2 separate regions of the Oryctolagus cuniculus genome follow, and region 1 is linked to region 2. The links are chromatin contacts, called in public Hi-C maps. All regions are on one chromosome and are shown on one strand. Each heading gives the region's core, a stretch centred on a gene start, on an enhancer-like site or on the middle of the called end of the contact. The rest is flanking DNA. Distances are from core to core; before and after follow the strand shown. Region 1 overlaps LMO7 (LIM domain 7). Region 2 has its middle 250 kb from the start of LMO7.

Evidence for each region. Hi-C and Micro-C count contacts between places; a contact is called where the count stands out from the background.
Region 1: a Hi-C map of an unstated tissue shows a contact between it and region 2, with 4 times the contacts expected there. The contact joins two enhancer-like sites. A contact is called at or near these places in 4 of 6 Hi-C or Micro-C datasets (ear pinna, embryonic fibroblasts, psoas muscle and 1 more).

The regions. Positions count from the first base shown.
Region 1 is chr9:36,889,023-36,895,956 of mOryCun1.1, reverse strand. The region is part of intron 1 of LMO7 (LIM domain 7); the gene reads left to right. Among named protein-coding and RNA genes, the nearest start is that of LMO7, 63 kb to the left of the region's middle. Within about 2 kb of position 4,911, at least 1 of the 8 cell types and tissues checked has an H3K27ac peak or open chromatin away from gene starts, as enhancers often do.
Region 2 is chr9:36,704,907-36,712,158 of mOryCun1.1, reverse strand. No RefSeq gene overlaps it. Among named protein-coding and RNA genes, the nearest start is that of LMO7, 250 kb to the left of the region's middle. Within about 2 kb of position 5,893, at least 2 of the 8 cell types and tissues checked have an H3K27ac peak or open chromatin away from gene starts, as enhancers often do.

The DNA.
Region 1 (6,934 bases), core at 3,662-6,161, 180 kb before region 2:
GTTGTAGAAAGGAGGCACCAAGCACTGCACTACCCCAGCCCCGTCCCCTTCCATGCTGATCCAGCATGACTGCAGACTTGGCATATCCATTCTCCATCATGCACCAGATGCTGTGATTTCCAACACATGCTCTGTGGCCACATGTGCACCAGATGCCATGAGTTTCCTAGAGATCATCATGTGCACTGCAGCCCTCTCCAAACTCCACCTCTTTAAAGGTTCAGTGAGACCCTACCCTAGGTACTGGTTCTATCCAATAAAGGCACAATCCTGAATCTTACCAACTGCAGTACTTATTTTCTCCTGAGGTTGTCCTCATGCCTGTCTGAGTGTGTGCTTTCCCTTTGTCTTTAAATAAAAATCTGACTTTCCTGCTCCCTTGGTCAATGTTGTCTTGAATTCTTTGATTCATGGAGGAAAGAACCTAGGAAGAAGAGCAGCGAGGGAAGCCTCTGTCTCTTCCCACCGCAACAGTAAGAAGAAGTGGGGAAGAATGTTTTCCATGACTCTGAGCTTTGTCACTTTGAAATTTCTTCATCTTCTTTAAAAACAATTTTTTAAAATTTTTTTGACAGGCAGAGTGGACAGTGAGAGAGCGAGCCAGAGAGAAAGGTCTTCCTTTTGCCGTTGGTTCACCCTCCAATGGCCGCTGTGGCTGGCGCACCGCGCTGATCCGAAGCCAGGAGCCAGGTGCTTCCTCCTGGTCTCGTCTCTCTGGCGGGTGCAGGGCCCAAGCACTTGGGCCATCCTCCACTGCACTCCCTGGCCACAGCAGAGAGCTGGCCTGGAAGAGGAGCAACCGGGACAGAATCCAGCGCCCCGACTGCAGGTGGAGGATTAGCCTAGTGAGCCGTGGCGCCGGCCTAAAAACAATTTTTACCATGGGAGGCAGAAAGTCTCCTGTGGGAAGGGCACTGGAATCGGCTAAGCTTCTTGTGTAAATTGGGTTAAGTAGAATGAAAAGCAGGGTGACTCAGATTCCCTAACAGAAAGCAGGCGTGTCTGACCCAGACGCCGTGTGTGTGACCACATCACTGCGCAGTTCACTTTTCCTTACTTCCTTGAGTGAAGAGCCTTACTGTTCTCACCTTGTAGTTGAATGCAGGGATGCACACTTTTCGAGAAGCTTTGAATGTCAGCTAGTAGATAATCTTAGAGGCCCGTTCAAGGTTTGATCTTCTGTGGCCTAGTGATGTGTTGGGTTTAGTCCACTAAAGTCCACCTATCTTTAGCTGTTTGTAACTGTTATATAAAAGAAGCAACACTGGCAACTTTAGGCATGTTTTCGATAACTTTCTGATCATCTTTCCTGCAGCTAATTTTCCCAGAATTCGTTAGACAACAAGACAAGGTTTCCACCTCTCTGTATCCTTCGGTTTAGATATTCCATGGAATTTGGCCTTATTTCATTTTGCATAGCACAGAATCAGCAAACATCCTATAATAGGCAGATATGAACTTAGAGTAACCCAGGCTTGCGTTTCTCTGAACCCTGCTGGCCTCCGGGAACGAGGCTGCGATGCCACATATTTGAGTGTTCTTTCCGCCTTCGGCTAGCGTTGACTCATGTTTGTGTGAAGTGGAGGGAAATTAAAGCCTTATCCCCTCCCTGGTGTCTTACAAAAGAAAGCCAAAGAAAGAGACCAATTGGAAGATGAAAGCCTGCTGCATTTTAATCTTCTCATCTGCCTGCACTGTGTGGCCTCTGGGCCTTGTCAACAGGGGGAAGTAGTTGAGCCTGTGGACTATTTACTTGGATTTGGCCTGTGGAAGCCCACTCTGTTCTCAGCTGTTCCTTGTTGGTACCAAAGTGCTCCCTGAAGCACGCACTGAAATAAATCCAGGCTTTCAGGCTTGCCCTTGAGTGCATAGTTGACGGATGCCTGTGATGCTGGCCAGCAGATCTCAAGGTGGAAAGGCAAGATAAGGGGGAAGAAGCTTCCTGGATATATGGATTGGGGAGCGAATGTTTTCTTTCTGCCCCCCAAAGGTTCAGTCACTGAGGCTATGAAATGACCCGAGAGTAGTTGGATTAACAGGAGAGAAGGCTTGCGCGGGGTCATCACAAGATGTGATGGGATTTGAATACCCAAATGATGTGGGCAAGGCAGGTATTCATTTCACTTGAGGCTGTTCTCATGCACAAAGACAAGCATGTGAAGTGCTGACACGTATAAGGTGCACGAAGTGATAAAATTGATATAAAAGATGAGAAAGTGAACACCCTCCCCCATATACATGTGAGCGTGGGGTTGCGTCCCACAGAGAAATACCTGTCATGCGGGGGCAGTAGGCCAGAAGACGGGCTGCAAGGAGATGGGGTGGAGGAGGAGAGACCCAGAAAGCACCTGGCAGCCCCTCCAGCCGTGATCTGTGACGGAAGAGATACAGAGCTCCCCCACCATGTTGGTCCCTTTGTGAGGTTAGGGGTGGTGCCTCCAGATTGTGTGGCCCTTCGACAAATTCTGAGCTTACTTCCCATATTCTCATGGTGTGTCCTTTAGGTCCTGATGAAGGAGAAGCATCCTGGAACCGGGGGCATTCTGCTTGACAATGAGGAGAAAAGAATTACACGGGGTTTGGAACTTCCAGCTCAGCGACCTTGCTAGCTGCCTGCCTATGCCATCTCACCCACACGCAGTGATATCTGGAAGTCAGGAGCTCTCCCTGGGGAGCGTGGACCAGGACATAGGCAGCCTGAGGGAGCGTAAATGATTTGGGAGGGAGATGAATGAGCCTCGGAAGGATAAGTGATGGCCTTTGACGGAGTCTGTGTGGGCATGGTGTGAATGTTCAGTCTCTCTCCTGTGATGTAGTTTATCTTTTCTGATTGATGGGCCTCCTGAGGGAGGCACTTGTAACAGTTGAGTTTCTTTTAGGGGAAATTTATCTTTAGGAAGATGAGGAAACTTCAGAGAAAACCCCTCTGTGCTTAGGGAGAGAAAATGGACAGAGATAGAGGAAGTTGGGAGACGATTAGAGAGATGTCAGTTCTGCGAACTTCCAGCACTCTTTAGTTCAAAGTGCCCAGACTGCCAAAACACCATACTATGTGGTATCATTTTCTGTGTGCCTATAGTAGGATGTCTCTAGAGCCATAAAAACAATATATGTAAAATGCAGGGAGATACTTAGGGAGAAAGTGGCTACTCGTTTATGTCAGTTTATTGGGAAGTAAAGCCCAGTCAAGCCAAGGACTTCCCATTTTAGTTTTTTACCTCTGTAAGGGGTAGAACTTACTGAGTTGGTGTCATGGGAGATTTTTAGATATCACAGACCAAAAGGGATGTGGCCCAGCCCCAGCTGTTGCGTCCATTTGGTGATTGAACCTGTGGATGGAAGACCTCTCTGTCTCTGTCTTTGTCTATCTTTGTAATTCTGCCTTTCAAATAAAAAAAAAATAAACGTTGTTTTTACAAAAGGATTTCAATATATGAATGTTGTATGGACACAAACATTCAATCCATTGCAGTCATGCCATGGGAGGAAGTGGGCTGCACTCATGCCCCCATGAAGGGTATTATCCTTATCCTGGATTTACTATCATTGGCTCTTTGTAGGATATGCCTTTATAAAGTGACCATCAACAGATTGTATATGGTAGGACCTGGGTTAAAACTTGACGGAGTTAGCATCTACTTTGGCAGAAAGAGTGGGCTGTTAGGTCAGTGTCTTAGGTGATTGGAATAGGGCTGGGTTTGTTTTGAAGAAAAAAGATGGGAGAAAGTTCTGGAGCACCAAATACATTTTGTGTGATTTATAAGAAAGTCTTGTTGGGGATAGTGCTTTTGCACCACCAGAGGGCAGTAGTCATTCAACAATTATTAATTGAACTCCATAGTCTAAGTACCACTGAGATCTGGGGGAAACAGTAGCAGCCCCTATGAAAAGACAATTTTATACTAATTTTTTCTTTTCCCCTCTTTTTGCCTCTCTCTGATGACCTCCAATGAAATTTACCATTTTTTCTGTCAAATGTTTTCTTAAGTAGGATTATTCTACAGTGTTGAATACAAAACTTTGTAGTACTTATTATATTTTATTTATCTTTTAATGAAATATTTAATTTGGAGGTACCTAAAATTAATCAATGGCTTTTACAGTGTGACTGCAAAATATTGACTCCACTGCAGCCCAGTGAAGATTTTGGTAGTTTCTCCTACATCCTTCAAACAATTAAAGTTGTTTGGAAAGACAGTATCAGTTGAGACTCTTGGCACTTATGACTAATCCATTAAAACAAATAGCAATCTAGAAAATAAAAAGCTAAAGTAAGTGCCATTAAAGGGTAAGAAGTTCATTGGCTATACTGTACAAAAAGACGAAAATTAAAATGGGTTGTGTACTACAGGTTTATGTAAATATGAAAATCCTGTCACCCCCTCCTGTGTATGCTTAGATCCTTGTACAGGTAACAGAAAGCTCCATTCCATTCTCTTCAGTAGCATAATCTCCTTAGGATTGAAGATTGAATAATTAGCTCCCAAATTTATTTACTTCCTCCCCTCCCCTCCCCTGTCTCTTCTCCTCTCCCTCCCTCCTCCTCCCCTCCCTTCTCTATTTACTGCTGTCAATCTTATGACACATTTAGCACAATCAGGAAAATCTTCTCAGTGAATCAAGCACTTGGAGCCTGTAAATATATTGACGAATGCTGGCTAAGATACATATATCCCATGTTGTTTTGGTTTCCTATCTTCTAAAAAATTTTAGAAACATTTATTCATTTTCATTTTTCTTTAAAAAGCAGAGACAGGCATCTCCCAGCTGCTGCTTCACTCCCCAGATGCCTACAGCAGCCATGGCTGGGCCAGGCTGAAGCCAGGAGCCCAGAATGCCTTCTGAGTCATCTCTATGGATGGCAAGAACCCAAGTACTGGAGCCATTGCCTGCTGCCTCCCAGAAGGCCCACGAGCAGGGAGTTGGACGAGAAGCTGAGCAGTCCAGCATTTGGATTCAGGGATGTGGGTGTCTTAACTGCTGTGCCACAGTGCTCTCCTCACACCTACTCTTTGCATCAGATCCTTGTACAGAATTCTTCTTTTGAGCAACCTGTGGATTTTCAGCATTCTTTTTGGCGTTCATAGAGTTGCAGCAGACAACAGCACTGGCAGTTTTTCCAGCAGTCAATGTGGTAGCTGTTGCATTGCTGAATTCCTCCTCCAGATTCCACCTGTCCGCGGCCTGGCCTGGACTGTTTTACCATTATTTTTCTCTTTTTCTTCAAACCTATCACTGATTCCAAAACACGGAATAAGCTCCTCCCCCTGGGCTTTTCCCTTTGAGCAGCCACTTCATTTTTCATTTTATGTTTTATAGTGTTTTCCTTTTTCCCCTCATTCCTGAGGTTGAGATTTATGTTTAGATATTTTTAAAACAGTTCCTGAAAGTCATTCTACATATTTATGGAAAATCCCCAAGGGCACTACTCCTTATATGCATTGCCTATGTTGAAATTTTCAGCCCATTCGTAGAGAAATTGGACATGTGTTTTTCTAATTAGTTGATCTTGATATTTCTGAAATTTAAGACATCACTTTCAGAATCCATGCCACTTCCCTACATTTAGGCTGAGGGGAAGCTTCCCACTTGACATGTCATCTTCAGGGTCAGATCTTGAAGAGGGGGAGTCTAGAAAGGTAGCCTTCCGCTACACCACACAGCAAGCCGTCTGCGGCCTCAGGCAGTGGGTTAGTCGCAGGGTGGGAAGGAGTCCAGCCTGGACACAGGACTGAACATTGAGACCTGGGCACGAGTCTGCCCCCTGGACATTGCCATGGACTGTAGGCCTTCTCCAGGGTGTAGCATTTCAGAACATAGTCATTCTTACCCCACTCGGTTTGGCTGGGGTGGGACAGAAAAACCCTTTCTCACTGAAGGCCCAGGAAGGTGCTAAACTACCTCTTCTGAGGCAAATGTAGGCTGAGAGTTTCTTTCTGATTTGATCTGCTCACACTGGGCCTTGTATCAGACCCGCCTAAGTCTGTATTTTACTGTATGCTTTGTCTGATCCTTGAAATATCCTCCAGGACACGCTGTATTTGTGTATATTTGTACCTGGCCAAGAGCAGGATGAGTAACCCTTACCCAAAATGCTTGGGATCAGATGCATTTTGGATCTCAGAATTTTTTGGGTTTTGGAATATTTACATATATGTCAAGAGATGGCTTGGGAATTCTGCCCAAGTTGAAGCACAAAATTCATTTATGTTTTATATACAAACAATACACGTGGTCAGAAGGTAATTTTATGTAGTATTTTTAAAGTTTTGTTCTTTTTGATTGCGACCTCTCATAAGGTCAGTTATGGAATTTTCTATGCATACATAGTAGGGCTCAAAATGTTTAAAGTTTCAGATACTGGATTTTGTTTTAAAAGATTTATTTATTTATTTACACAGAAAGAGGAAGAGACAGAGACAGATCTTCGATCCACTGGTTCACTCCTCAAATGGCCTCATCAGCTAGGGCTGGGCCAGACTGGCGCCAGGAGCTTCTTCCGGGTCTCTTACAGGGGGTGCAGGGGCTCAAGCACCTGGGCCATCTTCTGCTGCTTTCCCAGGCCATTAGCAGGATGCTGTAGCAGAAGTGGAGCAGCCAGTCTCGAACCAGTGCCCACATGGGATGCTGGTGTTGCAGGTGGTGGCTTTACCTGCTGTGCCACAATGCCAGCCCCAGATACTGGGTTTTTAACATCAGGAATGCTCAACCTTTATTAGCCTTGGCCCAATGTATTTGAATGAATAAAAAGAAAGAACTTGTTTATTTGTCAATATCAACAGTTGGCCAACTTTTTCTGTGAGGGACAGATATTTCAAATTTATTGGCTGTGGGTCTCTGGAAACACTGCCCATTTTCCCTTTCCAATGCAGTGAGAAATTTCATTGTATGTGATTGGAGGCTGCATCTCAATAAAACTTTATTTATAAAAACA
Region 2 (7,252 bases), core at 4,644-7,143:
TAACAGATATCTACAGAACTTTTCATCCTGTAGTTGCAGAATACACATTCTTCTCACCAGTGCATGAACTTTCTCTAGGATTGACCACATGCTAGGCCATAAAGGAAGCTTCAGCAAATTAAAAAAAAAAATCAAAATCATACCATGCATCTTCTCTGACCACAATGGAGTGAAGCTGGAAATCAAGAACTCAGGAATCTCAAGAACATATGCAAACACATGGATACTGAACAAAATGCTCTTGAATGAACAGTGGATCATAGGAGAAATCAAGAAATAGTTGAACAGTTTTATTTTCCATTCTATTTGTTGAACTCTTATTTTAGAGCTAATGTGTGTATAAAGTTAATTTAAAATAGATCTTAGTAAAAAGTAAGACTAGGAATAGGAGAGGGAGGAAGAAGAAGTGTGAGTCAGGGTGGGAGAGTAGATATGGTAGAAAAAATCTCTAGGTTCCTAAAATTGTATTTGTGAAATGCATGAAGTTTCTATACCTTAAATAAAAGGTTTCTGGAAAAACAAATATTGGAGTGAACAATGGGGCTTGTCCTTACAGAGGGCCGTCAAAGGACCTATAAAAAATGTAGATCCAAAGCAGTGATCCTAAACTCAAACTTAGGCACTTGGCCTTGGGTCTGGAGAGTCCTAAGGGACATCTTAACCATTGCATCAAGTGCCCACTCCTATAGATTAAAATTTTTGAATAGCAAAATATAACATGAAGAAAATTAAAGGAGTTTTTTGGGGGGGGTGGAGGCATCCTTATTTGCTTTTTTAAAAAAATTATTAATATAAAGAGAACAGATTTAATGTATTTCCTAGATACATTTCTAAGACCTAATCATTGTTCTCCCATCCATGCTTCCTTTTCTCTTTGATTTTTACAACAACATAGTTTCAGCTTACTTTATAATCAAAGGTGTAATGCACCACTAACCATAATCTTCAACAAGTAAAAAGTAGTGAGACCATTATTCCACAGGAGTATAGACAAAGGGTAAAAAAAAAGATACTCAAATCATAGATATGTTTCATTCTTACTGTATTAACTAGATGTCCATCAACTGATGACTAGGTAAAGAAAATGTGGTATTTATACACAATGGAACACCACTCAGCCATAAAAAAAATGCACTGCTATATTTTGAAACAAAATGGATGCAACTGGATAGCATTATGCTTAGCGAGATAGGCCACTCCCAGAAAAACAACTATCATGTGCCTTCTCTGACATGTGGTAGGAGAAACTCTTAAACTAAATTCATAGGGAACTTAAAATTCTCTCACACTTTAGAACCCATTAGAGAGTCATAAAGTTGCTGTCAATGCCTTTTTTATCCCTTTTAAAATTATTTGATTGAAAGGTAGAATGAGAAGAGTTGAGTATAGGCCAAGCAAAAGCCAGGAGCCAGAAGCTCAATCTGGGTCTCCCACTTGGCTGTCAAGGACCCAAACATTTCAGCCATCACTGTTACCTCTGGAGGGTGCAGGAACCTGGATCAGAAGTATAGGCAGGAAGAATTCAATCTCATGTATTCCAAAAAAGGATGTGGGAGAACCACGTGGTAGCTTACCCAATGCACATCACAGCCCTGTCTCTTCTATATAAGATGACTGACAAGTGTCATATTTTGCTAGTGTACTCCATAATTTGTTGCTAAAACAATATATCTATAGTCACCTATTACTAGAATAATAAAGTAATGTTGGAAATATTTCTATTGAATTTTCCATAACTCAGAATTATATTTTTTTTAAAAAATTAAGCATTAGAAGAATCCCTCATCTAGTGATTTTTTTTTATTTTCACAGTACAACACAAGATAAATCAGAATCTTAAATGAACTGTAAGGAGTGGGAGCTCCACTGTTATTCCTGAAAAATAGGAAAAGCACCTGGTAAAAGAAAGATTCCCCCCGCCCCGCAAATAAACTAGATAGAGATGTACCCTGGCTCTTTGGTAATGTGATTTATTCAAGGAATCCAAAATTAATAAACATTACTTTAAAAAACTACCAAATACATGAAGTCTGTTTTCTGTATTTTTAAATGGAATTAGAAGATAAAAATATAAACTTTCTCAACATGAGCACCATAAAATTCAAGACACTTTTGTAAGCAATGATACTAGCCTCGGAGTTCATCCCCAAAAATAGTGCTGGAAGCTTAACTATGATGGTACAATCATTTTTACATTATTGATTGAAGAAAAATCGGTGCCTTTTCAAGATCTTTTGAAGACTAGGAAACAAGAAGTGAGAAGGAGCCAAATAGGGACTATAAGATAGATGCCCAATGATTTCCCATCAGAACTCTAGCAAAATTGACATTATGTGATGAGAGGAATGAGCAGGAGCATTGCCATGGTGAAGGTCTCTCTGGTTAAGCTTTCCTGGGCAATTTTCTGCTAAACCTTTGGATAACTTTTTCAAAAAATCCACATAATAAGCAGAGGTTATAGTTCTTTGACAGTTCAGAAAGTGGGCAAAAACGCCTTGAGCATCCCCCCAAATTATTTCCATGAACTTTGTTCTTGACTGGTCCAATTTTGTTTCAACTCAACAACTTTTTGCCTCTTGGTAGCCATTGCTTTGATTATACTTTGTCTTCAGGATTATACCAGTAAAGACATGTTTTGTTTCCTGTTATTTTTCTAAGAAATGCTTCATAATTATCCCTCTGGTTTACAATTTCTCTTGAAAGCTCTGTTCTTGGATGCAGCTGATCTGTATACAGTAGTTTTGGCATGCATTGAGTAGAAACTTTGCTCAACTCCTAATTTCTTTCAGTCAGAATTGTGTGAGCTAAATCACTTGAGATGTCTGTAGTATTGGCTGTTGTTTCTGCTGTTAATCATTGGTCCTCATCCATAAGAACATAAATAGGATGATTTTTTTTTCCTTGCAAGTTGAGATAGATAACCTGCTTTTACAAACTTCATCTTCAACAGTGTCTCCTTTCTTAAAATGAGTTCTATAGCTTCAAATTCTTGATTTCTTTAGGGGCATTCTTCCCATAGATTTTTAGTAACCTGTCAGTGATTTCACAATCTGTAAGAGCTTCACCACAAATTTGATGTGTGTTCCTCTACTTTGGCACAATTCCTGTTGCTCTTTTAGGGGTTCTTTTCAAACTGATGTCTTATTCTTCTTAGTACCTGCAACTAGATTCTTTTCAGACATGTTATACCATAGTATAAATATTTTGGCATAAAACACTCAAATCCATGCATAGCTTTTTCATATTGTATATTTTCTATGAAAATTTTAAGGCCTTTTGTATGAACTTCAGCTATTACTAATATTAATATGTTTTTCTGTGATTGAACTTAATGTGTATTTGGAGCTTGCATTAGCTTCTCATTATTATGACAAAAATCTCTGAGACGGGCTACTTTGTTTTAAAAAGTTTGTTTTGGCTCCTGATTCTGGAGGTACGGGGCCTGGGGGCTGCATTTGGCGATGGCCTGACTGCTGGCAGAGTCCTGAGGTGGCACAGGGCATCACAGGGTAAGTAAGACATAGGGAGCATGCGGGTGTCCATCCAGCTTCTTTTCCTCTGTGGAATAAAGCCACTAGGACTCAGTCACAGGGTTTCCACCCTAATGACCTTGTTTAATACTGATCACCTCCCAAAGGCCCCATCTCTAAACATCATAGGCAGATGGAGTTTCCAGCCTCTGTATACATCACTATGAGGATTAGATTCCATACACGAAGCCTTAGGGAACACTCAAGCCTGTCCAAACCATAGCGGAGCCCTGTTCCATCTTCCCCTGCCTCTCCCTCTCCCATCTTTCAAATAACTAAAAGTTTAAAAAACAAAAATAAAATGCAAGCACATAAACTTTTTTATTTTATTTTATTTATTTTATTTATTTTTTTATTTTTTGACAGGCAGAGTGGATAGTGAGAGAGAGAGACAGAGAGAAAGGTCTTCCTTTGCCGTTGGTTCACACTCCAATGGCCGCCGCGGCCGGTGCGCTGCGGCCGGCGCACCGCGCTGATCCAATGGCAGGAGCCAGGAGCCAGGTGCTTCTCCTGGTCTCCCATGGGGTGCAGGGCCCAAGCACCTGGGCCATCCTCCACTGCACTCCCTGGCCACAGCAGAGAGCTGGCCTGGAAGAGGGGCAACCGCGACAGAATCCGGCGCCCCAACCGGGACTAGAACCCGGTGTGCCGGCGCCGCAAGGCGGAGGATTAGCCTAGTGAGCCGCGGCGCCGGCCCAAGCACATAAACTTAATCATCGTGTTGCAAGATGAAAGTCAAAGTTTCAACATAAAATCATTTCCTTTTGAAGGAAACATGTTATCTAGAGAGAATATTCTGGAAATTAATGTTTAAAAAGTTTTCATGATTTTTCTTTGCCAAGAACTAAATATTTCAAATTCTCACTGGAAACTAATATGTTTAAACATATTTTCAAATAATATATATTTTAGCAGTATTTGAGCAAACTTATTAAAATATGCGCAAACTGAAGAAAGTACAGAGGGATGGAAATTTACTAACCTATTTTTAACAGGACTTCTGCTAAATTGGAAGAGGGAGTTGAGCAGTGAGTACCAAGACTTAGTAGGCAAGCCACAGACCACTCCCTTCTACGTTGTCTTTGCATTCCTTTGTGACACCCGGGCAAACCAAGGATGCCCGCACACTAGTTCACAACCACATCTTCATCTTTCAGTCCTTTTTTAAAATTAGTATTATCACTAACCAGGATATTTGATAAAAATAGAGATCATTTAATATTGTTTGCACAAAAATATTAAAGGCATGAGTGAGGAACAGTTATTTTTGTACCAATAAGTAGTTAAAAGTACTGGTTTTGGTCTCTTTTATACCTTTTGTACTTAGCACATTTTAATGTTTATACACTACATGTAGTGTTTGCCTGAGATTTACATGTGCATATGCGTAGTGGGAGCTATGTGCTTCTCTTTTTTTCTAAGCTAAGGTGCATTCCTAAAGGTGGCACTAAAAATATTTACAGTGTGTCAACTGAAAACCTAAAAAAGCAAAGTGAATTGACGGAGGTGTCTCCAGCAGGGCGACTTAGGTCTTTGAATTTCCTGTGTGTGCCCTTTGACTTTCATATCCATTTAATTCAAACACGTTTGCATCCCTTGGAGAATTGGCATGTTAGCCACGGGACTTACGCTTTTGGCTGTTTGGTTATGAGAGTCCTGATTGGAAACTCACCCTCAAAGATACTGCAGTCTCCATGTGAACAGCTGTTGGTGACCAGGTTGAATAGTCCCCTCCTAATTTTGTTGTGTCCCCCACAAAGAGCTGTAGTTGCCTGTTAACTCCCTGAGAGTTCCAGCCAGCTTTCCTGATGATGTGTATTCACATGCATGGCAGTGTGCACTTAGGATGAGGCGCAGGTTGGTGTCAAGTTTAAGCCTAGGACCCTGAAAGCTGCTGTGATTTAACTGCTTCCTGCATGTGTGACCTTGACAGAGGGGCCTTCCTTCCCTGTGGCTCACCTTTCTCAGAAAAGCATCATGCATGTTCCCATAGCACCTCTTTCCTGGGCTGCTTGGGACCAGAACTGCTTGAATTCCTGTAGTGCTCTCAAAAGAAAAGGAATCAATAAAAGCTGGCCAGTAGCAAGCATGTCTGTTTACTCTTACCTGAACGACTGGGTTTTGGAGGAAAGAATTAGCTGTTTTCTCAACACTTGGCTTCAGCTTTTGAGATGACACAGTTTTGCAATGTCAACCCTAACTAGCACTTCCTACCACTGTTCCTGCTTCTGCATAAGGATCCACACTTTGCAAGTTCCATTTATGTTTTCTTAACACTAGGTGGCAGTGTTAGCACAGATGGAAGAAAAATCCAGCAGCTCCTGCCCCGCCCTCCTTTGCCTTTTCTACTTGGTAACTTTGTAGCCAGCTTTTGAATCTCCCATCGGTCTAATATTAGTAGTCTGGGTGCACTCCAGCGCTGAGCCCTAGAGGACACTGGCTGGAGGATAAATGGGACATTTAAATGATCATTGCCTCCTGCGGAGCAAACCCAGCCTGTGAAGATGTGGAGAAGCTGCATCCTTATTTCTTTTCTATCAGCCACTTACACTGAGCTTTAGGGCGGTTTTTCTGCATGGGAATAGATTCAGGCACGCTTGAGCAGCGGCCGGGAGCGTCGTGAGCTTCCCCGAGGATCTGCCAGCTTTGATAGGGGCTGTCATTCCTCAGGAATCTCAATGTTCCCCTGCTAATGAGACTGCCGCCCTTGACGGGTGGAATTTCGCTGTGTCCTTCCTTCTTGACTTTGTGGGAGAGGCAAGGATTTGCCAGGACTCCCGGGTCTTGATTTCAAAAACTTTTTTTTTCTTTAAATAAAAGTTTTGTCCTTTAAAGATTTTAACCTGGGGCTCCTCCGAAGAAGATAAGAGATTTCTGGACTTCTGGTTAAAATGAAAAATGCAATGACCTGAGTGGGCAAAGGCTTGGGGGCAAAGGACTACTCTTGTTTCTCCTTTGAATTTGGTTTTCATGGGCTCTTCTGAAGCCAGAGAGCTCCCACGGGGCAGATCCACCCTTTAGTGGATTTGGCATATATATGCAGCCCAGACATCTGTATATCCGTGTATCTCCATATACATTAATATACAGTGGTCTAACCTTATCTATGGGGGATACATTCTAAGGCCCGTAGTGGATGCCTGAAACTGCAGGTAGTACCTACCCTGTCTGCTAGCCCTGTGATATGCTGGCGGTTGATCTGACCACAGAAATGGCTACAAAGTGACTTGGATAAGTAGTGTATTATTAGTCCATTTTCTGTTACTGTAATGAAATATCCAAGGCTGAGGAACTTTGTCCAGAAAAGTGGGATTTATTTAGCTCATGATTCTGGAGGTTCGAGGGGTTGGTGGCTTAGCACTGAGTCCCCAACCTAAGGTGCCACCACCTGTTAGTATCACCACACTGTGGACCAGGCTTCCAGCACATGGACCGCTGATGACACACTGAAAGCTTTGCTGGACAGAGGAATTCATGTCCTGGGCACGACAGATAGATGTGTCCTTACACTACTCAGAGTGGCCTGAACTTAGGGACTCCTTATTGGGCATCATTCATAGAATTTTCCATTTAATCTCTTCCAACTGTGGTTGACTACAGGTAACTAAAACTGGGGTGAGCACAGCCATAGATAATCAATCACACATATTTTTGATCATTCACCCCACGAATAGGAGGTATCTTCTAAAATCTCATGCATGCCGGTGCCGCGGCTCACTAGG